Linked DNA regions of Mus musculus: region 2 is linked to region 1. A link is a contact called in public HiChIP or PLAC-seq data. All regions are on one chromosome and are shown on one strand. Each heading gives the region's core, a stretch centred on a gene start, on an enhancer-like site or on the middle of the called end of the contact. The rest is flanking DNA. Distances are from core to core; before and after follow the strand shown. Region 1 overlaps Gm52623 (a long non-coding RNA gene). Region 2 has its middle 140 kb from the start of Gm35255.

The links. HiChIP or PLAC-seq counts read pairs in DNA pulled down with a chosen protein or histone mark.
Region 2: a contact with region 1 is called in an H3K4me3 HiChIP or PLAC-seq map of embryonic basal ganglia, with 6 times the contacts expected there. The contact joins two enhancer-like sites. A contact is called at or near these places in 3 of 115 datasets of contacts at active chromatin or transcription factors (differentiating embryonic stem cells, embryonic basal ganglia and stem cell-derived neural progenitor cells) and 1 of 9 other capture datasets (embryonic tail).

The regions. Positions count from the first base shown.
Region 1 is chr3:34,249,354-34,255,972 of GRCm38.p6, forward strand. Gm52623 (a long non-coding RNA gene) reads right to left here. Exons shown (of 3, transcript XR_003954607.1): 3 at 5,065-6,315. Among named protein-coding and RNA genes, the nearest start is that of Gm52623, 14 kb to the right of the region's middle. Within about 2 kb of position 3,563, at least 13 of the 459 cell types and tissues checked have an H3K27ac peak or open chromatin away from gene starts, as enhancers often do. A contact at or near this core is called in embryonic basal ganglia, where this site is marked.
Region 2 is chr3:35,085,604-35,092,128 of GRCm38.p6, forward strand. No RefSeq gene overlaps it. Among named protein-coding and RNA genes, the nearest start is that of Gm35255, 140 kb to the left of the region's middle. Within about 2 kb of position 2,953, at least 64 of the 459 cell types and tissues checked have an H3K27ac peak or open chromatin away from gene starts, as enhancers often do. A contact at or near this core is called in embryonic basal ganglia, where this site is marked.

The sequences.
Region 1 (6,619 bases), core at 2,313-4,812:
ATTGAAGATGACTTCCTTTTTATGTTATCAGAAAATTCAGTAGCTACCCTGAGGGACTAAAAGCAATGGCTTGTAGGATGTGCTTCTCTGCCCAGAGCCAGTCACTTACTGCCGCGGTATTTATTATAAAATATGAGACCGTGTACAAAGCTGAAACCTTGTACGGAATAGCAAGGTTTTACCTCTTTTGCTCAGCTTCAGCTCAAAGCTTTCAGAATGAGTAGAGTTGGAACCTGAGGAGGATTATGAATATGTTAAATGGGGCTGGAGTCACGAATGATTTTTCAAAGAATGCCACTTTTGAAAAACTAAGTTGAGTAAAGGCTTCTCTTGCTGTTTGCTCATGAAAAAGGTTGATCTCTGGTCCCACACTGACCCATGGAGAGCTTTGTCTTCATGTTCAAGATTAGGCTGTAGCTGGAACATGGTTCTGGACAGTCTGGCCCCTGTGGACCAAGGCTTCTGTTGTGATTATCTGAAGTCCAAGTGTTGTCTATTGCTAAACATTTTAACTACTTGGACACTTATAAAGAGCATCAGGAGTTCAAGGCTAGCCTATGCTACACAATAAGTATGAGGCAGCCTGGACTACATAAGACTCTGTCTTAACAATAATACGAAAAACACCCTCTGCCTGCCCCCCAAATCAATGTGACAAGAATCACACTTTAAACTTGGATTTCAACTCATTTGAAAATTTTGAGTTTTAATTCTCTCTGCCAATTCATAAGCCATACAACAGGATGAACTGAAGTCATAAATCAAAAGGTCAGAGCTGAGCTTTGGCTTCTGCCTTGTACATCTTGGGATGCTGGGACCTCAAAGATTTCTGAGTTTCCAGATAGTAGGAGGAAAGAGTTCTTGACTCAGAGACCAACAATGAATCCACTGCTCTGAGAATGACCTTTCTCTTATTTCTTTATAAAAACCACAGCCTAGTGACAGGTTCCTTACAGCATAGTTCAAATATGTGCGTTGTCTGAGAACCCTGAGGCTAGGCTAGGTGTTCCATGCAGGCTGCTGTGTCTGCTAGATGTGTGCTGAACCTCTGGCAAGAAAGCATCTCCTTGAATGTTTTTTATGAGTGATTTAAATTAAGTTTATTCATTTGTGTGTAGTGGGGATTGAACCCATCGCCCTGTGCATGCTCAGCTCTCTGTCACTGAGCTATGACCCAAACCCCTGCTTTCTTAAATTATATTGCCATAGTCTCTTTATTAATCAGCTCTAAAAGACAGGAGTTCCTCTGAATGTTTATTTCAAGTGTTTCCTGTCAGAATAATTCAGTGAAAACATGTTGGCATTGCTATTAGTATTTGAAATGATACAAAATAAAACAAAATCCGTGGGCTTTGTTTAATTAATTAATTAATTAATTAGTAATTCATTTTCATTAGTTAATAATTTATTAATTAATGCATTTGAGAGAGTCAGAGTTGTACACAGTATGAATTTTTTTTATTAACCATTCCATTTGTTTACATCTCATATGATATCCCATTTCTCGGTTACCCCCTCCACCCACCCCGCAGTATAAAATATTTTGATGCTACAAAAGCTATATTTTTTTCCAGATTTTTCTTAAATTTTTAGTTGACATAAAATTGCATCTGTGTATAGGAAACATGTATGTTAATTCAGGTATACATTTTATAGTGTTCAGATTTGGGCGGATAGATCTATTTCTCTCTTTGAAAACTAGAACCCACTAACAGTTATTCTATTTCATTTTTGGAACATTTATTATTTCATTGGGGTAGAAATAATTAAAAGTCTTCTTTCACCTTAAAAAAAAAAAGATGCCTCGTGTACGTGAGAAGCTCACTGTGTAAAGACCTAGGAAGAATGAAAACATGGGAGACCCTGTTGGCCAACGTGAACTCTCATGTCCTGCACCACAGGGCTAGATGTCCAAACCACCTCCAGTGTAGATGGAAGGTTTAGAAGATTGCAAATTCCTTTCAAAGGAGGAGTCTCTCCTCTCTCTTTTTGTTCTTTGGTGAATGGTTGTTGGCAGTAGGGTTTCGTTCAGGCTGATGTTTAGGACCTAGCACATACTAAGCAGGTGCCCTTCCACAGAGCTGTATTCCACTTGGATCCTAGTTGTTTGGCTAGAGATTTTCTTTTTGTCTTTTGAGACAGGGTCTCACTGTGATCCAGGCTGGCCTTGAACTCACTGCAGTATTCCTCTGTTTTCTCTGCAGAACTCACTGTCAGTCTCCCAACCAGTAGGATTATAGATATGAGCCATGACTTCCAGCAGCACTTCATGTGTGTGTGTGTGTATGTATGTGTGTGTGTATACATGTGTATACTGTATTTATTAATATGTATGTATATATACACAAATAAACATGTATATATGTATGTGTTTATATATGTATATACATGCATATATATATATATATATATATATGAGTATATTTATTTTGAACATTTGACCCTTCATGTTTAAAAGGCTAAAATGTGAATTTGAAAAGAGAAAAGTCTGAGCTTGAATTAACATTTTTTGAAGTCATAGCATTTAGCTCCTCATACCTTTCTGTTTCCTAATTTGGAGCTGGCAATAACATACAAATTAATTCCGAAGAAGTAAAATGTATCTCAGATTAGGTATTCTTGACTCTGCTGACATAAAACAATTTTACCATACTTCTATAAAATTAGTCCCCAGGTCCATCTACATGAACAGTGGTTATTCAGATATTTATTTGATTTGATTATAAGTAGTTATTGCTTATATATTTTAAAAAGTCATTTCCTTTTGCTTTTGGCTGTAAAAGTAGTGATAAAATGTGGTTGATTTTAAACAATTAGACCTTCATGGTTTCATTGAACGTTTCTCAGAGAGCAAAGAATACTGATACTTATGGATACAGTTCTAAAGTTTCCAACAAGTTCGTTAAAAAGTGTACTTTCCTCTTAGAACTAACCTTCAAGGCTCCTTGGGTGTAATGTGCTGCACCATCTTACATAAAACACTTCGGTGCTTCTGCGATGTTGCTGACAGTTTTTAGCATTTATCATTGGAGCCTGGAGATGAGCAGCCAGCAATCTGTGGTCAGAGGCCAGGAATATTTGGGAACAACCTCCAATGCCCAGGACACCCCGACTGCAGTCACTCCATAATATCCTTCATGTGGAGGTCCAGAAGCCTGGCATAAACATATGGCTAGACTGGCTGTGCATGAAGATGTGCTGTTCAGACACCTGCAACAACTCTTGGACTCGAAACACCCAGAAAGCTAAGTTCAGCAGCAGAATTTCATAAAAAGGTCTAAACCCAGCCTCCGAGAGAACACGAAGCCAGCATTATGCGTATAATACTGTGAATGTCGGAGATAAGGCTGGGCACCACTCTTCCCCTTTCCTAATCACCTCAGCCATTGGGTAGGCTTCTTGTTAATGGAAGCAAAGCAAAATTCCGTCGTGAAAATATTGGATATTCCAATTAATAAATTCCAAATAAAAGTGGAATTAAGCTAAAAATGATAAAGAGCCCTCGAGTGGCTTGTTGATTAGAAACTACTGTGGCTCCTCGTCTGGGCTGCAGCGCCAAGCAGGCAGCAGCTGCTGATAATTTGGTGCAAGTAATTGTAGAGCCAATAAGTTGAAGAAGTGCTTATTAAAAGAAACGGCTTTCCTATCTGCGTGTAAGTTCAATTGAGTAATGCACTCTACATGCGGTCTGACACTGGGTAAATTATACACCTGATTTAAAAACACTCCATCCAGAAGAGCTCCTATTTTGCTCATCCATAAAATTTTTACTTTCTCCATCGCTACTTGCAGCAATGTAGGCATAATATCTATCAAATTAGGCTTGGAGGACGCCTCAGTCTGGCACCCTGCGGGCTGGAAACATGTGCTTAATATTACTGCAGTGCTTTTAACCCCATGAGTGCCCAGGCTTAGCCCACACAGGCACAAGGAATGTGCTGCTCTTTCCTTTACCTCCCCCAGAACACATCCGAGACAGGGGTGGGCTGAATCACGAGGTAGAGAATAGGTACTGGAGTTTAAGGGAGCTCAAACGACGTGAAGTGTCTGAACCACCGTCTCCCAATTCTTAGAAACACGTCTGAAATGCAAACTTTGGAAAGCAGACCATTCTGGGTTAACTAAGAAGCTATGGACAGTGGGGCACAGCGTACAATAACAGCATGTTCTGGGGAACTCTTAGGAAGGTGACCATGGGATGTGTTTTACTTAAGTATGTGACTATCCAGATGACTAATTAATTCTAATGAATAGTCCTTTCCTTCTGTCTGATGAGTGCCAGGCAGTATGTACACCAGATGTGAAACATACTGAAACATAAAGCAGGCAACACACATGTTTTCTTGCAACCCAAGGCATTAAGCAAAAGGATCAAGCTTTCCACAGACCACCAAAATAGGATGGAAAACCATGAGCACTCAAAAGACATTTGTTCTCATTCATTCATTCATTCATTCATTCATTTGAGAAGATAGTGCCTGACTCACAGACTGCCCACTGACCCATGCCCCACTCTCTACCCAGTGGTGCTTCCCTGTTGTAGAGCTAAGAACACATGTACACACAAATCCATGTTCTTTCAGACTGCGGCTGCAGGGGCATCTTCTCTTCCTCCTCTTATTTTATGACTCTGTGTATAGCCCGCAACACAGAGTGTCAATGGGGGAAAGTATACTTACCAGAGAATTTTGTGCCCACTCTTTATTTATTCTTGATCTAGGGGGGCACCCTGATGTCAATTTAGCTCACTGTGGAGTGCTCTGAACATTAATGTTCTGTTGGCTGACATTTTGTTGTAAATGTTCTGTACCCCTCAAATCAGTCTCATGAAATTGGTTACTGGGATTTTAGCCCCCAAAGACAGGGCTCTGCTCTCTGGGTATTGATCAGCTAGGCTGTAGGGCAGTGCTTCTCACCCTTCCTAGAGCTGTGACCCTTTAACATAGTTCCTTATGATGTGAGGAAAATTATTTTCATTGTTACTTCATAACTATAATTAGCTACTGTTCTAAATCATATTGTAAATATCTGTGTTTTCTGATAGTCTTAGGTGACCCTGTGAAGGATTGCTTGACCCCCTCCCCCAAAAAAGGGATTGTGACCCACAGGTTGAGAACTGCTGCTGTGGGGACAACTAGATTCCAGAAACTAGAATAAATCTGAGAAAGGAGAAAGAACGGGAGAGCAGGGGGAGGGGGAGGGAGAATGAGAAATGAAAGTGAAGAGAGAGGGGAGGGAGGAAAAGTGATTGAGGGATGGTCTAGAGTAAGAATCAGATCAAAGCACAAGAGAGCCATGAGAAACCAGGAAACCAGAATTATAGGAGGAGCAGTTCCACATAGGCATCAAGAGCTAAGAGATGGATTATTCCTGGGAAACAGACCACTGGACCTGGAGGGAAGGCAGAAGGGGCCAGGAGATACCTTGTTTGTGGAATGAATGAATCCTTGGCAGAGAGGCAAGTATTGAGTGTGGGTTTCTTCCATAAAGCTTGGCAAGAGGGTGGAAGTTGGAAGAGTTGTATCTGGGAAGAGAGAATCTTGCTGTAAGCACAATGAAAAGGGTAGATTTGATCCTGGCTTCGCCATCCCGGGGAGCAAATGAGCCTCACTGTACCTGCCTCAAGGGGTAAGAGGACATCCATAGCCATACCTGAGAAACCAGCACTTCCATGGGCTCCCTAAATGACAGGGGCAGTTATTCTAGACAAGAGATACTCAAAGACTCAATGCTGAAACTTCCTCTGTATTTTTCGAACTTCTTGTGAGGTGCATTTTAAGATCCAAATTACTTGGCGCCTGCCGTGAATGAAATTGCCATGCACTCCAGCACAGGATGTTCTGACAGTCCTATTCCTGGTACAGCTGGGCAAATGACAGGACTCTGTATAGAACTTAAAGGGATTTACTGACCAAATGGCAAACTCATTTCTGCTACATCTTTGTGGAGTGTAGCAGATCTTACCCCAAGCTCATCCCGGAATACCTGGAGCCAGGCAGGGCTTACCTTTTTCTGAGTCTAACCTGCCTTTCTATCTATCCCTCCTCTCCTATGGGTGCTTGGGAAGGTAATCTGTAGAATCTGTCTACATTCTTCTTATTCTGCTTCTCTGTTGACTTAAGGTTAGAGAGAGAAGGACGGATGTAGTGGCACCTCGGATGGCTTTCTCCTTGGGCATTTCAGTTGAGGTGTCATTGTTTATTAACTGGCCGAGGAGTGCCACTTGCCTCTGGGAAGGTAGTGCCTGAGCTTTCTTGCTTCTTCTTCTCTTCCATTCAGACATATCTTCCAATTCAGAAGATTGCAGAATTGTTTCTAAACACAATACAGAATATACATATATAGAAGATTATTTAAGAAATAACTTTACACACACACACACACACACACACACCCCACAGATACTTTTCTCAGAATACCAACTCACCATTATTGCTTTATTTTTCTTTCTCGTGTGTGAGGAAGGAGGATGCTAATATGTATTACTTAATTTTAAACTGTGTTTTGGTCAGGAACCCTGATGGTCACCTGTAAGGGTGACCAACAGCAAACAAATGTTCTTATCATATTTGTGACAAGATGCCTAGTAGACCCTCCCAGAGTTCACTTGGATGTCTCA
Region 2 (6,525 bases), core at 1,703-4,202, 840 kb after region 1:
GAAACTGAAACTAAAGGCACCATGACAAGGATGGAGACACATCTCTGAGTTCTTCTACTTCACAGTCCCTTGTTTTACTGCACAGCTGTTGCTTTGTGTGATCTAGAAGAGTGACAAATGCTCAGGTGCTAGGTACAACTGAGAACATAACTCCGAGGGAGCCATATACTCCATTCAGATCAACATAAGAACAACACAAGTCATGCTGGCCAGTTCTAGTAAGTGAAGCCCTCTTTAGGTCCCACGGTCATGGATCAAAGCTATTTTATGTCTCCCTATTATTTTATCTTCTGTAATACTCACTTTGTTGCCATGGCCATAACTAACACTAAATCAATAATCTTGTTTCTCATGGCCGGCCAGCCATTCATTAATGAGAGCAGTGAGCCCATCTTCGTCCTCCTTTGGCCTAACTTTTCTCATGTCTTCTACAGACGTCAAGAGTGAGGTAGCAGTTTCTCGAGCTTGTGCTCTGCTCCTGTTGTATGGATAGGAGTCTAGAAGCATGACGGGTCTGGAGGGCTGTGTGGTTGTCGTTAGCAGTGGGAAAGTGCACACAGCAGCTGCGGCAAGCTTCCAGAAGCAAACATGCAACCCAGGGGCAGCCCAGAACAGGCAACCCAGGGGCAGCCCAGAACAGGCAGGCGCATAACGTGATCACGTTTCCATCACAGGAGTTTAGAAACTCCAGATGGGTAAGGTTAAAAATATTTTAAGGAAGTCTTTCCTGAGGTATGCCTGTTCTTTTGAGATTTTAGTTTTAGTTGGGCTCAGGTGAGCATGAGGGAGCAAAAACCATGTAGAAAAGAAGAGGAAATAACAAATATGCAGGGCATCAAGTTGAGTGTCGTTTGTGATTGGTTTTCCATTATTAACAGTGTTTCTGAGAAGTCACAGACACTGTGCAGCAACATGGGAGGGGTCCTCAGAGCTCCCTCTGCCCGTCATTAACTCTGCACCACATAGCTGGATGGCTGTCCCCACCCTGCATGGAATTTTATTCCCCTTTCCCTTGTCCCTCTACCCCGTCACACAAGGTCTGAGTGTGCGTGTGCCTATAGTCAAACTGAGTTCTAAAATTCTCTTTACAAATGTAAAATTAAAGAGCCCTTGCTTCTCCGGTTTTACTAATAGTTTCACCACAGGGGTGCTTTATACAGTATTCACCAACTATCTACTAGTGTACCATGGCCTACATTTTCCCCAAACCAAAATGTTGCTGGCATACAGGAAGTAGGAAGCTACCCTATAGTAGAATGACCAGTAGATCCTGTTATAGAATAACGAATCCGATCTGCCCGTCTGTTCACCTAAAATACAGATAATGTACGGATTAAAACTTTAGGCAGAAAGAAGAGCAGAGTTTAAACATTATCTAGAATCTTTGCTTGAGTGTCAGATTAGGACTGTACTGTACAAATCTGAATCTCACTCACCTATCAGCTATGAAGGCAGTTCACAGGAAAAAGGAGGTTTGGGCCAGTACCTGGGAATGGAAGGCAAGAGCTTTGCATACTGGTTTAATCACTGCTGAGAAGGAGACAACAGACTTCTGTCAGCCTCCTGTAAGTCCAACAGGAAGACAATAAGGTCTAAGAACCCAGCTTTCAAGTGTCCATGGAGTGGGAAGGTCACACTTCCATCAGGACACAGGATTGGCATGTGAGAGTGGGCATTGTGTGAGCAAGTCCTTAGGGATCTGTGAGAAAGGAAGCCAACAAGAATATCTGAGCTACATTCTAGAACAGACCACCACACCGTGTCTAAATGCATAGACACGAATCTACACACATGTATGAAACATGCTTCTGTGTGTCTCTCTTTAAAATAGACTATACATGACTACGTATAATAGATTGCACACAGTCTTGTGTAATAGACTATACGTACATTTATATACATGTAAGAACATACTCCCGTGTGTCTGGAATCTGTATGCAGAAGCATGACTGTTCACTGGCTCTAGTCAGTGAAGCAGCTCATTCCTTGCTATGAGTGTGTGTGTGTGTGTGTGTGTGTGTGTGTGTGTGTGTGTGTGTGGTGTGGTTTGTGTGTGGTGTGTGCCTCTTAAGGACATAGTTGCATAATATAATTTCAATGGAAACAACACTATCGGAAAACTCAAGCATCCTTCATTTTGAGTCCTTCCTTGACTGTCCCCTCTTGTGTTAGAGCTTCAACCACAAAACACAGAAGTATGTTCAACGCCTTGATTTTTTATTTTTTGGTTTTTGTTTTCTACAGTGGATCTTTTTCAATAGCATATATAGCATTTTTATTTTTCTTTAAAAAGACAAAAATGGGGAAAATTTTTCCCCTCATCTTTTTGCCAGTCGCACCATGGATGTCCACATACACATTTTAGCATAAAATGTTTCCTTATCGTGGGGGTAAACAGCACATCTCCCCCAACACCAAGATAGAGGGTTCTTCACTAACAGATAGTATGATTTAATTAGAAGCTATCAGAAGCGTGGGTGCCAGCCTGCTGTCTGTTCGATTATTTCAGTTCTCTGTAATCTGTTTGCTTATGCCTACAGCAACTTGTTGATATGGGAAGTCTCTGGGGAGAAACAGCAGAAAAAACAATGAGAGGCATCAGATTTAATAAAGTATCTAAGCAAAGTCTCAAAACGACACCCACACTATGAGGGAAAGCCAAATTTGCTTTTTCTGAGGGGAATTTGTGTTGGTCAGGGAGGGTTCCCGGAGGCTTTGTTTGGAGGCCTTGATGTGTAACCAGTGCACTATAGGCCGCCCTTCACCCTTGGCCTCCTCCTACCACCGCTCTGCCCACCCATACTGACACCGCGGGGGAAGGGTTTCAGAGCAGAAAGAATCAAAAGCTGAGGGACGGGGGAAAAAAGTGCTTTTCAGGGTCTGATGTGTGGGAATCAAATGAGAGGCCTAGCTCAAATCCGGTCGCCAAGCAACCGAAGTGCTACGCTGAGGGAATATCATTAAAGTTAGAAAGTAAGCACGGGCTCTGAATTAGTAAGCCAGGCCCAGGCTGGAGGGTGCGCCCCGACTCTCCAAAGAGGACAAGTGGGGGGCTTTGCGGAGCTAAAGGAGGAGAGGAGAGAGAGGCAGAGAGAGAACGCAGCTGATTTGTAGAGTTTTTTCATAAGAAAAGACAATGGCTGTCCAGACATAGGGTTAGTGGTGAAATATGGAAACGGCCTTGCTGCAGCTGGCTCTCTGACACAAGATTAATAAGTTGCTGTCTCCTAGCCGACCAGAACCTAGTGGGAACTATCCGGCATTTTATCTTGAATTGTGGGTAACAGCCTTATTGCAAGCTGGCCTAGTTTACTGCTCTGCTTTCTCCCCATCTCCCAAAGTGCAGCAAACATCTGTGCCTCTAATGAGGTCATCATTGAGGGTGTCCAGAGAGCTGGGCCCTGAGAACTGACCTCACCATTGCCTGAACACACATGACAAGTGCCGGGGTAGCAGGACAAATTAAATGGGGGGAGCTGGCACTCGGCTGTAAGTTAAGCTCTTAAGAAACTTTTTGCTGTGATGAGAGAGGGGGGTTAGGTTCAGATACAACAGCGCCACAAACCAGAAGGGAGCCCACAGAATTAGACATGGGCTCAGGATGGACATGACCACGCACACAAACAAGCCTCGCTTATCTGGGCCTGCCTTGGTGGAAATGGCCGTAGACCCACATGGTTTTAAAATGAAGCTCTGGTAGATTCAACCGTGTGTGTGTGTGTGTGTGTGTGTGTGTGTGTGTGTGTATACACATACACAGCATTTTCATGCCATTTACAAAGTAATTTGATCATGGGCACAGACAACAAACCAAGCTTCTCTGGAGAACCCCCGCCTCCCAAATAAAAACAACACCTCTAAACAAACATGTACCCAGAAACTCAAAGGGCCACAGCAATTTTGTTTAGTCATCTAATGTCAGAACACTGCAAGGATAGTGCTCCCTTAAAAAGAGCCCATCCTGAGGAGCCAGAAGCCAGCTTTAGAAGGAAGGGGGAACTTTAAGCTTGGAGGGAAGCTACATTGTGTCTATGATTTAATTTATAAGCATTTTAGGCAGTGTTAACCAGGGCTGGGCTGGCCACATCTGTCCAGTCAGCCCAGTCAAGTCAGAGGTGGTGTCGTTGATTCACAAGGATAAGATGTATACGAATAAAGTCCATGAAGGTAGATAAGAGCCAATAAAGTCTCAAAATACACCTAAAAATATCAATTCCCGTGAGTCAAGGGTCCGTTTGCAGACATGATTCCATACAGTGGAGCCCAGAGTGTCCTAGAGCTGTACTTTTAAAAGGAGTTCAATTCTAAAAAACAGGCATTTGGTGACAGGCTGGAATCTGTCAACTTTTGCTGTTCTGATACTACCATGTTTTCAGAGAACCATCACACAAGAGATGTGGGGGACTAGACGTGGAGAAACCTTTGCTTTCTCCAGAGCCAGTAAATGAACAAAAATCTTAACCAAATCTATAGTGTAGGCATCTTGGGAAGGAGAAGGCAGGAGCAGATGGGCTGAGCAGGAGGATGTCTTGGATACTTCTGACTGACCCTGAACATCTCCATGCTAACATCTGCCATCTGCGTTAAGCGTAAATGCCAGACATAGATGCGGGTTGATTCTGGACATGTGTTCAACATAGGCAAGTCAAGAAACCGTCTCAACAGCGATGCTAGAGAGAAGCCCAGAGTTACCCACAAAGCCGTCAGTTAAAACGCTTCACCTTCGATCGGAAGGTTGCAGCTTCAAGGTCTTGACTGTGGTAGAGAAAGAGTCATGGCAAACAAACCATTCTCTGCTTGCAAGAGTTGGGGAGCAGAGCGCTTGGGGTGCCAGGGTGATCTCATGCACTTGTTCGGTATTCATTTAGGGAGGGTTTGCCTAATGCCCACTTCAAGGCTGAACTTTAATTTTTAAATGCAAATGAAGGAAGTGTTGCGTTTAGCTTTGCCAACAGTTTTCAGCAATCTTGTTGGCCTACATTTAGCTGGGAAGCTGCTTGGGGACCAAGCTCAGGGGCTCAAACAATTGAGCAGTTGTTTGCCTGGCTCACATTCCTGAAGCAATCTAGTTCCAGCTGAACTCCTTGGGAACAGTCTGGGCTGTGTACCCCTGGGGAATCGGCCCCAATTAGCACTGACCCTTGGGGGCCTCCTTGCTGGCCCTAGGTCATTCTAAGCTCTCAAGTCTGGGTAAACCAGATTGCTTCAGGTGCCTCTGGGCTTTCCCAAGCCCCAGGATGACATCCGGGACTGTCAACAGAAATGCAGTCACACATAAAAGTCCAGCCCAGCGTAGCTCTTGCTGTTCTCTGATCCCCAAGGGAGACAGGGTGGACTTGTGCCACGACTAAGGAAGCATAGGAAAGAATATACAGAGAATCCTCAGCCTGCCTGAGCCTGGAGTGATGGAGAATACAGGCTGTGGTACCAATCCTCTCCAGTGTTGTGTGGGGTCTTTTTAAAGAGCTGGGTGACCCTGGAGAGTCATTGAACCTTACCTTCTACATTTTCTTGGGTCCTCTCATGAAGACAAAGGAACCTATCATAAGAAGGGAGTGTTCATGTATGTAACATTGCTGGCTTACAGAAAGCCCGGGATAAATGGGAGTTGATTACAGACACAATCTCCATCACATTTGACCAGGGCAGTTCTACTCCTAGAAAATAGGGTGTTTTCTGTGGTTCATGATCAGGTTAGTACTATCCCCTTTCTTAGAAAACAAACAGCCTCCAGCTTTGCTTTGGTATTTCCATCCAAACAACACTTCTAGGTACTGTGGGCTGACACAAGGAGCCTGTAACTTAGTAGCCGTAAGGACTGAAGTGGACTGACAGAACAGAGCCCCCCCCCCCTTAAGAACAATTTGAGCTTAGATGCCCCGAGTCACAGAACTGGGGCTCAGCAAAGGCAGAGACCGCCACGGCTGAGGTCCAAGAAAGTCCTAAGGCAGTGTTGCACTTGGTCAGATTTGACAGTGTTCACCATGATCCTGGTCCTGAGATGGGGGCCAAGTAAGACAAGGCTGTATAGTGCTTAGAGACCAATGGGGGAAAACACTTTAGCTTACAATCTCAAAATATGTAGTGAAGGCTAAAAACGGGTTTGGGTTGAGCAACAGAAGAGTGTGAGGGAAGAGGAATCATGTTGGATTTGAAAGACGAATTAGTTCTAGGCTATGTCCTAAGCAGTTGGTTATTCAGCATGAACAAAGGTTAAATCATGATGAACATAGAAAAGCAGTTATGGGGGGGGGGGGAGAGGCAAGAATATGTATAAGCGGAGTCAAAGAATATGTGTATAGAAAGAAAATGTGGCTATAAAATTAGATCAAGTTCTAATGAGGAATTTATTGTAAATCATTGGCTCCACTGCTTTTCACCATGGTACCAGAAGGTCACATTGGCTATGAGGCTGGCATTATACATCAGGGTTCATCACCTACAACAGCCCGTGGCATGGGGGTTCTGAAGGTGGAAAACTCTTGAGTGTAACTTTGAAGAGTAGCCTGACAAGCCAGGCAGTGC